Linked DNA regions of Mus musculus: regions 1 and 3 are each linked to region 2. The links are chromatin contacts, called in public promoter capture Hi-C maps. All regions are on one chromosome and are shown on one strand. The core of a region is the stretch at or near the end of the contact, and the rest is flanking DNA. Distances in the headings are between cores, read along the strand shown. Region 1 holds the start of Haus3 (HAUS augmin-like complex, subunit 3). Region 2 holds the start of Ppm1g (protein phosphatase 1G (formerly 2C), magnesium-dependent, gamma isoform). Region 3 holds the start of Tmem129 (transmembrane protein 129).

Region 1 (3,561 bases), core at 354-2,853, 2.9 Mb before region 2:
GCTCTTCCGCACAGTCTATAAATATCCTCCAGTTCCTCCCACTTTAAAACAAAACAACACCAAAAATCCTCTCAGCCTTGCATTCCCACCCCCTCATCTTGTGTCATTTGGCTCTTTTTCTCTCAGTCTTTGCCGCCTCAGCAAAATTTCCCAAAAGTACTGCCTGCACTTCCTCTGGCCAAAACCCACTCAACGCCAGCTCCCTGCTGAGCCCCTACCTCCAGTTTGGCATCTGGGGTCCTCTTGGGCCAGTCCCCTGATGTCCTAACCACATTAGGCACCATTCTAAGAACTTTTCCCCTGTACTGTTTGTTTTTATTTACTTTCCGGTTTTATTGACCTTCAAAAGGAGGATAAAAGTTAAATAAGAATTAATAGGAAATGTCTTCAACTCAAATTTAAATGATCTGCTTAGAACATTAGTTTTTCTCTCTTTGAAAACATGAATATCTGGGCATGGTGATTCATACCTGTGGCCCCAGCACTTGGAGATGCTAAAGTAGGATCTTGAGTTGAAGCCCAGCCTGGGTAGAGAAGCAAATCCTTGTCTCACAAAACAAATAAGCCCAGGGAAAAAGATCCAGAAAGAATTCTACCTAGTAGCAACTAGACTAGACCCTTGTCTGATACATCACCCTATTTATGATTAGAAGAGGGGAATACTATTTTTTTAATGATCAAAGCCCAGATCTTGTGAATTTATATATCATCTTACAAGAGAGTGGTTAAGTTGCAAATGCTGTCTGATAGAAAAAAATGAACAGATTATGACCCATACAGACAAGTTGTTACCAATGCCAACTGTAACTCCAAAGATCAGTTTTCTGGGACCATAGGACATTAACTAGGCTTGCATCTGAGTTCAGCATTCTGTCTTTCATTGAATGACGGCGGGCATCCTCAGAATGTCTGTACTTCTGAGTTAAATGCATTCTAAAACTGATGTATTTTACACCTTGACATTTTGAAGATGGGATCTTGGAGGGAGTCAGCTTTTGCTTGGAAGTCATCGAGGCCTTGGGAGTTAAGTGATTTTTGTTAAATAACCATTGTAAAAGATTCTATAGCCAACAATCCTACCCTGCAAGAGACCTGATAGGGTCCCAGCTGCTTGTTATTAGCACCAACGCTGGATCACCCTACCAGTGGTGGTGGTAAGAGCTGTTGGGGGAAGAAGGGGTCTGTTCGGCCTCAAACTTCCGGTCCCCTAGTGGTGTCACAGACCGCAAGCCATTCTTAGGACAGGAGGCCTAACTGAACTAGAGGGCCAAATGGCCAAGGCAACAAAGCAGCCGGAAGAGACCCAGACTCCAACTCCCGAGCGGGGGCGGGGTGGGGCGGAGCGAGGGCAGAGCCTATAGTGAGAAAACCAATCCTCTTGAGCCTAGCGGGAAGGACGGCGGGCCAGAGGCGGGGCTAAGGGGCGGTGCGTCCGTCAGGAAAGCCAATCACTTTACCCCGGCTCGTTGAAGGGGGTTGGTCTGCGGGTCCTCCTTCGCTTTCTCCGGGATACCTCGCCGCCTGCGCTGACTTTACGGATGTTGTAATCTGCGCGTGCGCGTCCTGGCACTCCCGTGAGGCACTGCGGCGCGCGCGGTTGGAGGCTGGCAGAGAGCAGTGACTGCGGCTTTCCTGAGGTAAGGGTCTTGTAAGTTCGGGGTTGGCGGGGCCGCCGCTACCCTCCTACAGCCTGCTTGAGGCATCGATAGAGGTCGCTGGGCCCAGGCGCGGGGTGTGCGGGGAGGCTGAGGCTTTGTGCCAGAGGTGGGGGCGGAGGTACGTGGCCGGTCATCCGGCTGGGGTTGGTAGCTTTATTTTTCGGATACTGCGGATAAAACCCAAGGCCTCAATCATACGAGGCAAACGTTAAACCGGAAATACACACTTATCTGTTACCCAGCTTTTAAAAACAGCAATTTGGTACTTTTGTGGGCGTGTTTTATTAGAGCTCTTAAGTGTCATAACTGGATACTCAGAAACAAACCAAAACCAACCCAGAGAGTTTGCTACCAGAGTGTCAAATACATCGTGATTTTAAGACCTGCCATTGTCACTGACCTAAGTTTGGTTCAAGTCGTGGTTCATTGTGTTCTATTCGAAATAAAACTTCTTACTTGATGATTGATGGGTACTTTGAAACTTGTCAATTTGTCCTGGTTTTCTCTGCGTTAGACTGGTTATATCTATAGATTGAGTCCTTTGAGACTGATGGAACGCTGATTGAAGTAAATATTTAGTTGATTCTTCCTTAGAAAGGTAGGCATATTTCTTTTTCCTAACTAGAAACTACAGGGGAAACAGCTATTTTACAAAATGTAATTTATTTTAAGTAATTTCATCATTGGGAAAAAAAATCAGTTTTTTTTTATTGTTATATCTTCATTAATTAGATTCTTCATTACTGTTGTAGTGTCCTAAGCAACACCCTGATTGCTTCTGTTTTGCTTTGTCTTTGTCAGATATTGCACGTGCATCTGCTTTTAACTTAAGTAGTCTCCTGATGTCATCTGATAAAATGATCTGTATATTTAAAATTCATTTGCCTTGTTCATGGTCTAATACTTGTGTTCTTTCCCCCACTAGGAAAACACATTATAGATTGTATTTTTTTTCCTTCTTCTATGGACTTAGCGTAAATATGTTTTTTTCTGTTTGAACTTAGTTTAAAAAAATAGATTCATATCAAATATTTAAAAACAGGAGTAGTTAAACCATGAGTTGTGGAAATGAGTTTGTGGAAACATTGAAAAAAATTGGTTATCCCAAAGCTGATATTCTTAATGGAGAAGATTTTGACTGGCTCTTTGAGGATGTTGAAGATGAGTCATTCTTGAAATGGTTTTGTGGGAATGTGAATGAACAGAATGTATTGTCTGAAAAAGAATTGGAAGCCTTCAGCGATCTCCAGCGATCAGGCAAGCCTATCCTAGAAGGAACAGCATTGGATGAAGTTCTTAGGACCTGTAAAACTTTTGATTTGAAGACATGCAAACTGGATGACAAAGAGATACAGATATTAGAGGATGAGGTTCAAACTCTGCAGAAATTAAATAACTCAAAAATTCAGCGACGGAATAAATACCAGTTAATGGTTTCTGAAACTAGCTACAGGTTTCTGGCATTAAATGCTAAACAAGAGGAGGCCACTAAGAAGCTGAAACAGAAGCAAGGATTCCTAAATTCTGTGAATACTAAGCTCAGTAATGAACTTCAGGGTCTTACTGAGGAAGTTAATAATTTGATGATATTCTTCAGAAATTCTAATTTAAGTGAAAGAACAAATCCAATGGTGTTTTTATCTCAGTTTCCCTTGGGAAAATACATAAGCCAAGAAGAGCAGAGCACAGCAGCATTAACCTTATACACAAAAAAGCAATTCTTTCAGGGCATGCACGAAGTAGTTGAAAGTTCAAATGAAGACAATTTTCAACTTTTAGATATACAAACACCGTCTATTTGTGATAATGAAGAAATCCTTAGGGAGCGACGACTGGAGATGGCTAGACTGCAGATGGCATGTATTTGTGTCCAGAAACAGATCATATACTTGAAAACAAGTAA
Region 2 (3,214 bases), core at 120-2,619:
AAACCTGGGATTTGTGATCTTGCCTCAGCCTCTTAAGTGCTGGAATTACTGGCAATGAGCTATAATGCTGGGCTTAGTTTTTTGTTATTTATTTAAAATTTATGCATGTGTGTTTTGCCTGCATGTATTATGTCTGTGCACCACTTGGACGCCTAGTGCCAGAAGAGGGCGTCTGGTTCCTTGGAACCAGAGTTATAGACAGCCATGTTGGTGCTGGAATTGAACCCCGCTAATGTGGAAGAGCTACCAGTGTTCTTAACCTCTGAGCCAGCTCTCTAGTCCCCAGTTCTTTCCAATGAGTTGATTTTCTTTTACTTTCAGGAAATTACTCCTTTCCGTTATATATAATCCATATAATGAAAAGAACCTGCTGGATTGTCCCTCCAACCCTAACTACCCGTGGCCAGCACCCCAGTCCTTAGTTCATCACGTTCAGATTAAGAGCATTCTAACCAGTTACAGTACCCGCCAGACTCTTCCTCTGGTGTCCAGTGCACACAGAATTAGACTAACAAACGCAAAACAGGCACCACCACAATGACGACCACATTACCCATCTTGATGCTAGGCCATCCATCCATCGCTAGATCTGTTCCTACTTAGAATCGCTCTCCACAAAGAGGCCAGCCAGCTTCCTCAATAAGCCAGCCCAATGTAGTTTACACTTTCCTCAGTCCTCCAGCCTTGTATCCGTATTCCCTTCTCCCGTGGCTAAACGCCACCCTCAGGCACCTTCTCCGAGGGTCTTAAATCTACATTGGCGATAAGCAGCTCGTTCCCGCCTCTTTGCTCTCGCCTCACCCAGCACTGCACCAAACAGTTTCTACCCTGTATTAATTCGAATTTTTCCACAGACCTAGGTCTCCGTTTTCCTTTGTCAGTACAGGCCTCACAGAGCCTGGCCAAAGACCGCGGAAGCGCAGTACAAACGCTAGTCAACTTTAATTGAACCGAATCCGGCGGGGTTTGTCGGAATCTGAGGGCGTGGAGGGAGAGAGGGAGGGACAGGGCTGACAAAACCGCAGAACGCAACTGGAAGCCCCAGGTCCCACACAATAGAGACTTCAGGCAAAAACTGCTGAGACCAGAGCCCCGTGCTAAAGCACGGTCAGCGTGGAGATGGCCGCACATCGCCATGGCTCCCTCCAGCCCCAGCCGTTGGTGGGCGTGGCAACCAGTCTCGCGGGAGCGGCGGTTGGGCGGGCCGTTGTCCCCGAGGGCGGGGCGAGTTGCTAAGGAAATGACCGCCCGCAGCGGCTCACCGCGCCAGTAGGGCGGGGCCTGGAGCAGCGCGGTTTCCGCTTCCGCCCTCTCCCCGCTCCTGTCCCGTTACCGCCTCCTAGCCGGCCTCGCGCCTTTCGCCGGCACCTTGCGTCGACTGCGCAGCCGGGCCCGCTCCTTGCCACGCGCGCCCCCAGGGGCCCCGGCTCCGGCGCCGGCAAGGGTCGCGTCCCGCTTACCTGTTCCTCAGGTAGCCAGCCATCCGCCGCCATGGGTGCCTACCTCTCTCAGCCCAACACGGTGAAGTGCTCCGGGGACGGGGTTGGCGCCCCGCGGCTCCCGCTGCCCTACGGCTTCTCCGCCATGCAAGGCTGGCGCGTCTCCATGGAGGTGAGACAGGGCCCCAGCGGCTGGCCACTGCATGGCAGGAACCTGACAGAGAAAGGGAGCGAGGGGGATGGGGTTCTCCTCAAGCAGGGGTCCCTGACGAGAGCCTGCAGCCACGGTGCGGGAGGCGGCGGCGAGCGCGGGATCCGGGCGGAGAGGGAGCGGCTAGAGCTTGGGGACCGCGGCCTGATGGCTAGTGGCTGCGGGAGCCCTGCCATGTGAGAAGAGGCACCTTCCGCCTACTGGCCGCCGTCTCTCCGTACCTTCGCGCCATCCTCTGGTGCCAGCCCAGCCCTCCAGCTTTTCCAGCGGCATGGGGTTGTCAGAGGGAAGAGGGAAGACTCGTTATTTGTTCGCTTATTGGTCGAATAGATGTGAATGACTGGTTCGTTTTTATTCTTGAAATATGTAATGTGGCAGGCCTCTTGGGGCTACAAACTTGATGGCGAAAAGGAGCCCGGGTAATAATGTGCTTTCCATTCTTAACCCTCAGTTGCTTTTAGCCTTAGACACCTCATGTTAATTTCAGAAGCCCCGCTTGACCTTCGAGAATTGTCACTCGTTCGTATTCTTTTCGAAATCTTTTATGATCTTTAGGAAAGGAATCGTGTCTGTCACTAGGCTTGCTTTTATTTTTTATTTTTTGAAATATGCTTGTAATTTTTTTTCTTACTCGATTTCTTTAAAACTTACTGAGTTGTCATTTTCCTCTGCATATAATTTAGTATACTCGATTTTCAGTCTTGTCATCAATCCTTTTTTGTCACCATCTACGAATAACTTTTAAAAAGAAAAGAAAAGTCCACTTTGGATGAAAGGGAAAGCAATCATTTGGATTGACAGTGTTGAGCAAATGGATGTGAAACTACAATGAACAGGGAATAGGTGTCTTTGAGCAATTTTGTGTGAAGTCTAAGGGACTAGTGAAAAGTTCTAATTATGTCTGGAATCGAGGGTTTATCCAGTTAGTAGGTGGGCTACAGGTAACAGCCAAATAGTTTCCCTTGGTGTTTTTTTTTTTTTTTTTTTTTTTTTTTTCTCTCAAATTCCCTCGCTCCTCCCTGTGGTTAGCTCTGGAATGACAGTGTGAACCTAAATGGTTTGTTCTCAGACTCAAAAGCTATTTTCACCAGCTTTTGATTATGGCTCTAGCATTATCTAGATCCAGCAGAATCTAGATAAATAATTTCAGCAAGGAGAGGGTCCTATTCATTTGGCTCAGTGCCCACATTTAATGGCTTGGAAATTGAGGCCTAGAAAGATTAGGGTACTTGTACCTTGATACAAAGAATTGTATTAAGGTGTTCAAGACAATAGGAGCTGTTCTTATATAGGTGTCAAGATGAAGCACAGCTTTCATATTTCTCAGTGGCATGCTGTAGTAATGACTGGGTAAAGTTAGAGATACCTGGGTATAGTATAGCTTCAGAAGGAAAGCCTTGGGGGTGGCTAAGTGCAACTTGCTGTTCTTACAGGGGACCAGAGTGTGATTCTCAGTGCCCACCCATGTCAAGGAGGTTCCAACAACCTGTGGTTCAAAAAAAAAAAAAAAAAAAAAAAAAGCCGGGCGTGGTGGTGCACACCTTTAATCCCAGCACTTGGGAGG
Region 3 (3,263 bases), core at 638-3,137, 2.4 Mb before region 2:
TTTTGTGTCAACTTGACACAGCTGGAGTTATCACAGACAAAGGAGCTTCAGTTGAGGAAATACCTCCATGAGATCCAACTGTAAGGCATTTTCTCAATTAGTGATCAAGGGGGAAAGGGGGAAAGTGTTCATTACTGGCTTGCTTCCCCTGGCTTGCTCAGCCTGCTCTCTTATAGAACCCAAGACTACCAGCCCAGAGATGGTCCCACCCACAAGGGGCCTTTCCTCTTGTTCTGATGTCTTCATGGTGCAGGAGTGACTAGGGGTGGGGCAGGGAACATAGGAAGTTTTGTTGCTGCTGCTGCACCTGTCCTTCTGAGAACAAGTATGGGGTCAAATCACCTATGGGAGATGATAAAGCTCAAGTTGACTGATGGTCTCTGAGGTGAAGTTTGAAGGTTGAAGGAGAAAGAAACATCTCCCACCTCGAACAGTGCATGGACAGAAGTGTACAATCAAGCGATCATGACTGGAAATATGCATTGCTGAACCAAATTGTATAGGTATAGGCATGAGGTCATTCTGGTAGCTAAAGTTGAGGAAAAAGGCCTTAGCCTTAAAGGACTCTGTTCAGAGAAGGATGCAATAGAGAAGGGAAACTTATCAGGACCATCTGGAGTTGGAAAGAAAGCGTTTCCAAGAGAAGCCATTTATTTTGAAGTTGTGGTCAGGCTGTACGGAAGGAGGACTTAGAGGCACAGACCCAGGAACAAGAAATATCCCTGGGTTCAGGAAGACAGACGACAGACAGAATAGTTTCGCAGAAAAGATGGAGTAAGAGACTTGGGGCGACGGATGTCCCTGGCTCTGAGACGCGATTCTCCTACACGACACGCTCGACCAGAACAGGAACCAGCACGGCCTCTTTGGAGGCCATCAACTGGGTCAGACCGAGATCACTGGCAGGCCGGCCTGCAAAGCCCAGCCCACGGGCAGGTTCCTGTCCTGCCTAGGAGGCTAGGTGCATCCCCTGAGTTTAGAACAGAGGAGGCTGGAGTGAGGGGTGGGTCCTCAACAAAGGGAGAGAGCGAAGCTGCGGAAGACAGGAACGGTAACTCAGCTCGCAGGAATCAAGTTCCGTGGGGCTGATCCCCACCCTGCGCCCGAGGGAAATAAAAAATCGCCGTTTCCCTTACCTGACTACGGTTGCCAAGCCCTGGGCCCGCGCGGACGCCCACCGCAAGGGAGGAGCGCCGTGCCCGCTTCGCGCTAAGAAAACGGAGCAGGAGAAACCCAGCCGAAGGAACCCCAACAAGGTCCGCTCTCGCAGTCCCGGAACGTCGTCCGCTACGCCCGCCCCAGATTCAAATACCGAAAGTTGGCGTTCCACAGCCAATCAGCGCGTTGGAGAAGAGGCTTCCGTAGAGCCACCTGTGGCCAATTGCAAGCCATACTGGTCCCGCCCTTCTTGCGCAGGGAGTTCCGCTTCCGGGACTGAGGGCACAGTGGGAGCGTTGGGGCGTATGGGAACTGTGGTCTAGCATCGGGGGCCGAGAGGGCTTGTTGGTAGCCAGTGACTGTGAGAGCCATCATGGCCCAGAAAATCTCATGGTCGGCCGCGAATGCGGTTGGAAACCAGTTCGCCCTGGCTCGGTTTTTCTCAGCTGTTAAATGGACCCAGTTGCAGTGTCTCCTCCGAGCTGTTTGTAAGGGAGAAGTTGAACCCTTACGGGGGGTGTCTGGGCGGCTCACAGCTTGTGGGTCAGCGTAGGGTCCGAGAACTCCCCACTCAGAATGCCGGGGGCGGCCTCGCGAGACTCTGACTCCCAGGGTGCCCTTCGGGTCAACCCAACAGGGAAATTGTCTCCCACAGTGCCCCGCGGGCAGCCTGAGGAGGGGACTCCATTTCCTAGAATGCTTTGCGGGTGCCTGGACAGGAGGCGCTCAGATTCGCAGGATGCCCCGCCAGTAGCCGGACTTGGACTCCGTTTCCCAGAGTGCCCCGCGGGCGATCTGACGGCGGTGGCTGCGGCAACAAACCAACTGTCCAGAACTGGACTCTCCTGCCTCTGCACGGCCCAGTGAGCGGTGGCGGGATGGACAGCCCTGAGGTGACCTTCACGTTGGCCTACCTGGTCTTCGCAGTGTGCTTCGTGTTCACGCCCAACGAGTTCTACTCGGCCGGGCTCACAGTGCAGAATCTGTTGTCGGGCTGGCTGGGCAGCGAGGACGCCGCCTTCGTACCTTACCACCTTCGCCGCACTTCCGCCACACTACTGTGTCACTCACTGCTGCCGTTAGGTGAGCCTCCTGTGTGCCGGCCGGTGGTTGGCGCTTAACCGGGCGCTTGGAGACTCCAAGGGTGAGGAACTGGAGCAGAAGCCGGTCAAGATCATGAACAAGCAAGCGGGATCTCTGCAGCCCTGGCTGTGAGCTGAGCGCTCTAGAGCACCATACGCTCTTCCAGTTGGGAGGCGGCGGCCCTGGCGCTGTCCTGCGAGTGGTGCTCGGGTGGGGCTAAGCTCCAGTCTTTGACATCACTGCGGCTGGAGTGCAGAATCGTTCAGCCTGCTTGCTATGTTGGACGATTTCTATAGGAAAGAGCTCCTGTTGATTTCATTACAACAGGGGTTGGAGAGATCCCAGGGGAAGGTGGGTGTAAGAAGAGCAGGCAGAGATGAAGACGGTCAAGGTTGGGAATGTTAATGGAGCGTTTCCTTTGCCGGGCTAGGTCTATGGCCCTGTCCAAGGCCATGGTATGTGGTGCCCCAAGTGCTAGTGGGACCTCGGAGAGGCCCATCTGTTGGCTGATTGGAGGAAAGGTTGGGGAAACTGCTGGAATATAGCAGTGATTGAAGTCTGGGATCCAGATGAAGGAGACCTTTGGAAGCTACAGGGACAGGGAAAGATAGATCTGGGAGAACACATGTCTGCTTGTCTGTCATACTTGCAGCTCTGGGCACAGGAATGATTGGTGTGAAGCAGCTGCTTAGGCTCCAGAGAGGCAGAGGCAGGTGTGGTAATAGAAACACTCAGATCTGTTTTGAGAAGAAGGAGGGTGGAGAGGACTCCTTTGGAGAACTGGAGATGGAGTTGGCATGGTCATGTAGTTTGGTTTGGAGACCTAGTTAGTACACTGCAAGGCATATCAAGAGTGTGGGGCTCTAAGGCAGGACTCCTGACCAAGGGCTGTCCAGTGGGCACTCCCATACCAGAACAAGGAACCCAAAGTTAATAAGCACAAGTCACTCAGGGAGGTCATATTGAGAGCAGACAGACGGTGGAGCTGTCTTCTGTTGCTACATAACAAGTTATTTTAACAT

Evidence for each region. Promoter capture Hi-C pulls out the DNA fragments that hold promoters and counts their contacts.
Region 1: a promoter capture Hi-C map of embryonic stem cells shows a contact between it and region 2, with 5 times the contacts expected there. The contact joins the promoter of Haus3 here to the promoter of Ppm1g in region 2. A contact is called at or near these places in 3 of 39 promoter capture datasets (embryonic stem cells, erythroid cells and liver), 1 of 484 Hi-C or Micro-C datasets (B cells) and 1 of 115 datasets of contacts at active chromatin or transcription factors (astrocytes).
Region 3: a contact with region 2 is called in a promoter capture Hi-C map of embryonic stem cells, with 4 times the contacts expected there. The contact joins the promoter of Tmem129 here to the promoter of Ppm1g in region 2. A contact is called at or near these places in 2 of 39 promoter capture datasets (embryonic stem cells and erythroid cells), 5 of 115 datasets of contacts at active chromatin or transcription factors (astrocytes, cardiomyocytes, large pre-B cells and 2 more) and 1 of 9 other capture datasets (adipose tissue).

The regions. Positions count from the first base shown.
Region 1 is chr5:34,167,466-34,171,026 of GRCm38.p6, reverse strand. It overlaps Haus3 (HAUS augmin-like complex, subunit 3), which reads left to right and starts at 1,603. Exons shown (of 5, transcript NM_146159.1): 1 at 1,603-1,637; 2 at 2,584-3,561. The coding sequence starts at 2,714. Poln (DNA polymerase N) reads left to right here and starts at 1,501. Exons shown (of 25, transcript NM_181857.4): 1 at 1,501-1,637.
Region 2 is chr5:31,218,700-31,221,913 of GRCm38.p6, reverse strand. Ppm1g (protein phosphatase 1G (formerly 2C), magnesium-dependent, gamma isoform) reads left to right here and starts at 1,369. Exons shown (of 10, transcript NM_008014.3): 1 at 1,369-1,611. The coding sequence starts at 1,492.
Region 3 is chr5:33,656,601-33,659,863 of GRCm38.p6, reverse strand. It overlaps Tmem129 (transmembrane protein 129), which reads left to right and starts at 1,887. Exons shown (of 4, transcript NM_026698.3): 1 at 1,887-2,241. The coding sequence starts at 2,037. It overlaps Tacc3 (transforming, acidic coiled-coil containing protein 3), which reads right to left and starts at 1,736. Exons shown (of 15, transcript NM_001040435.3): 1 at 1,137-1,736.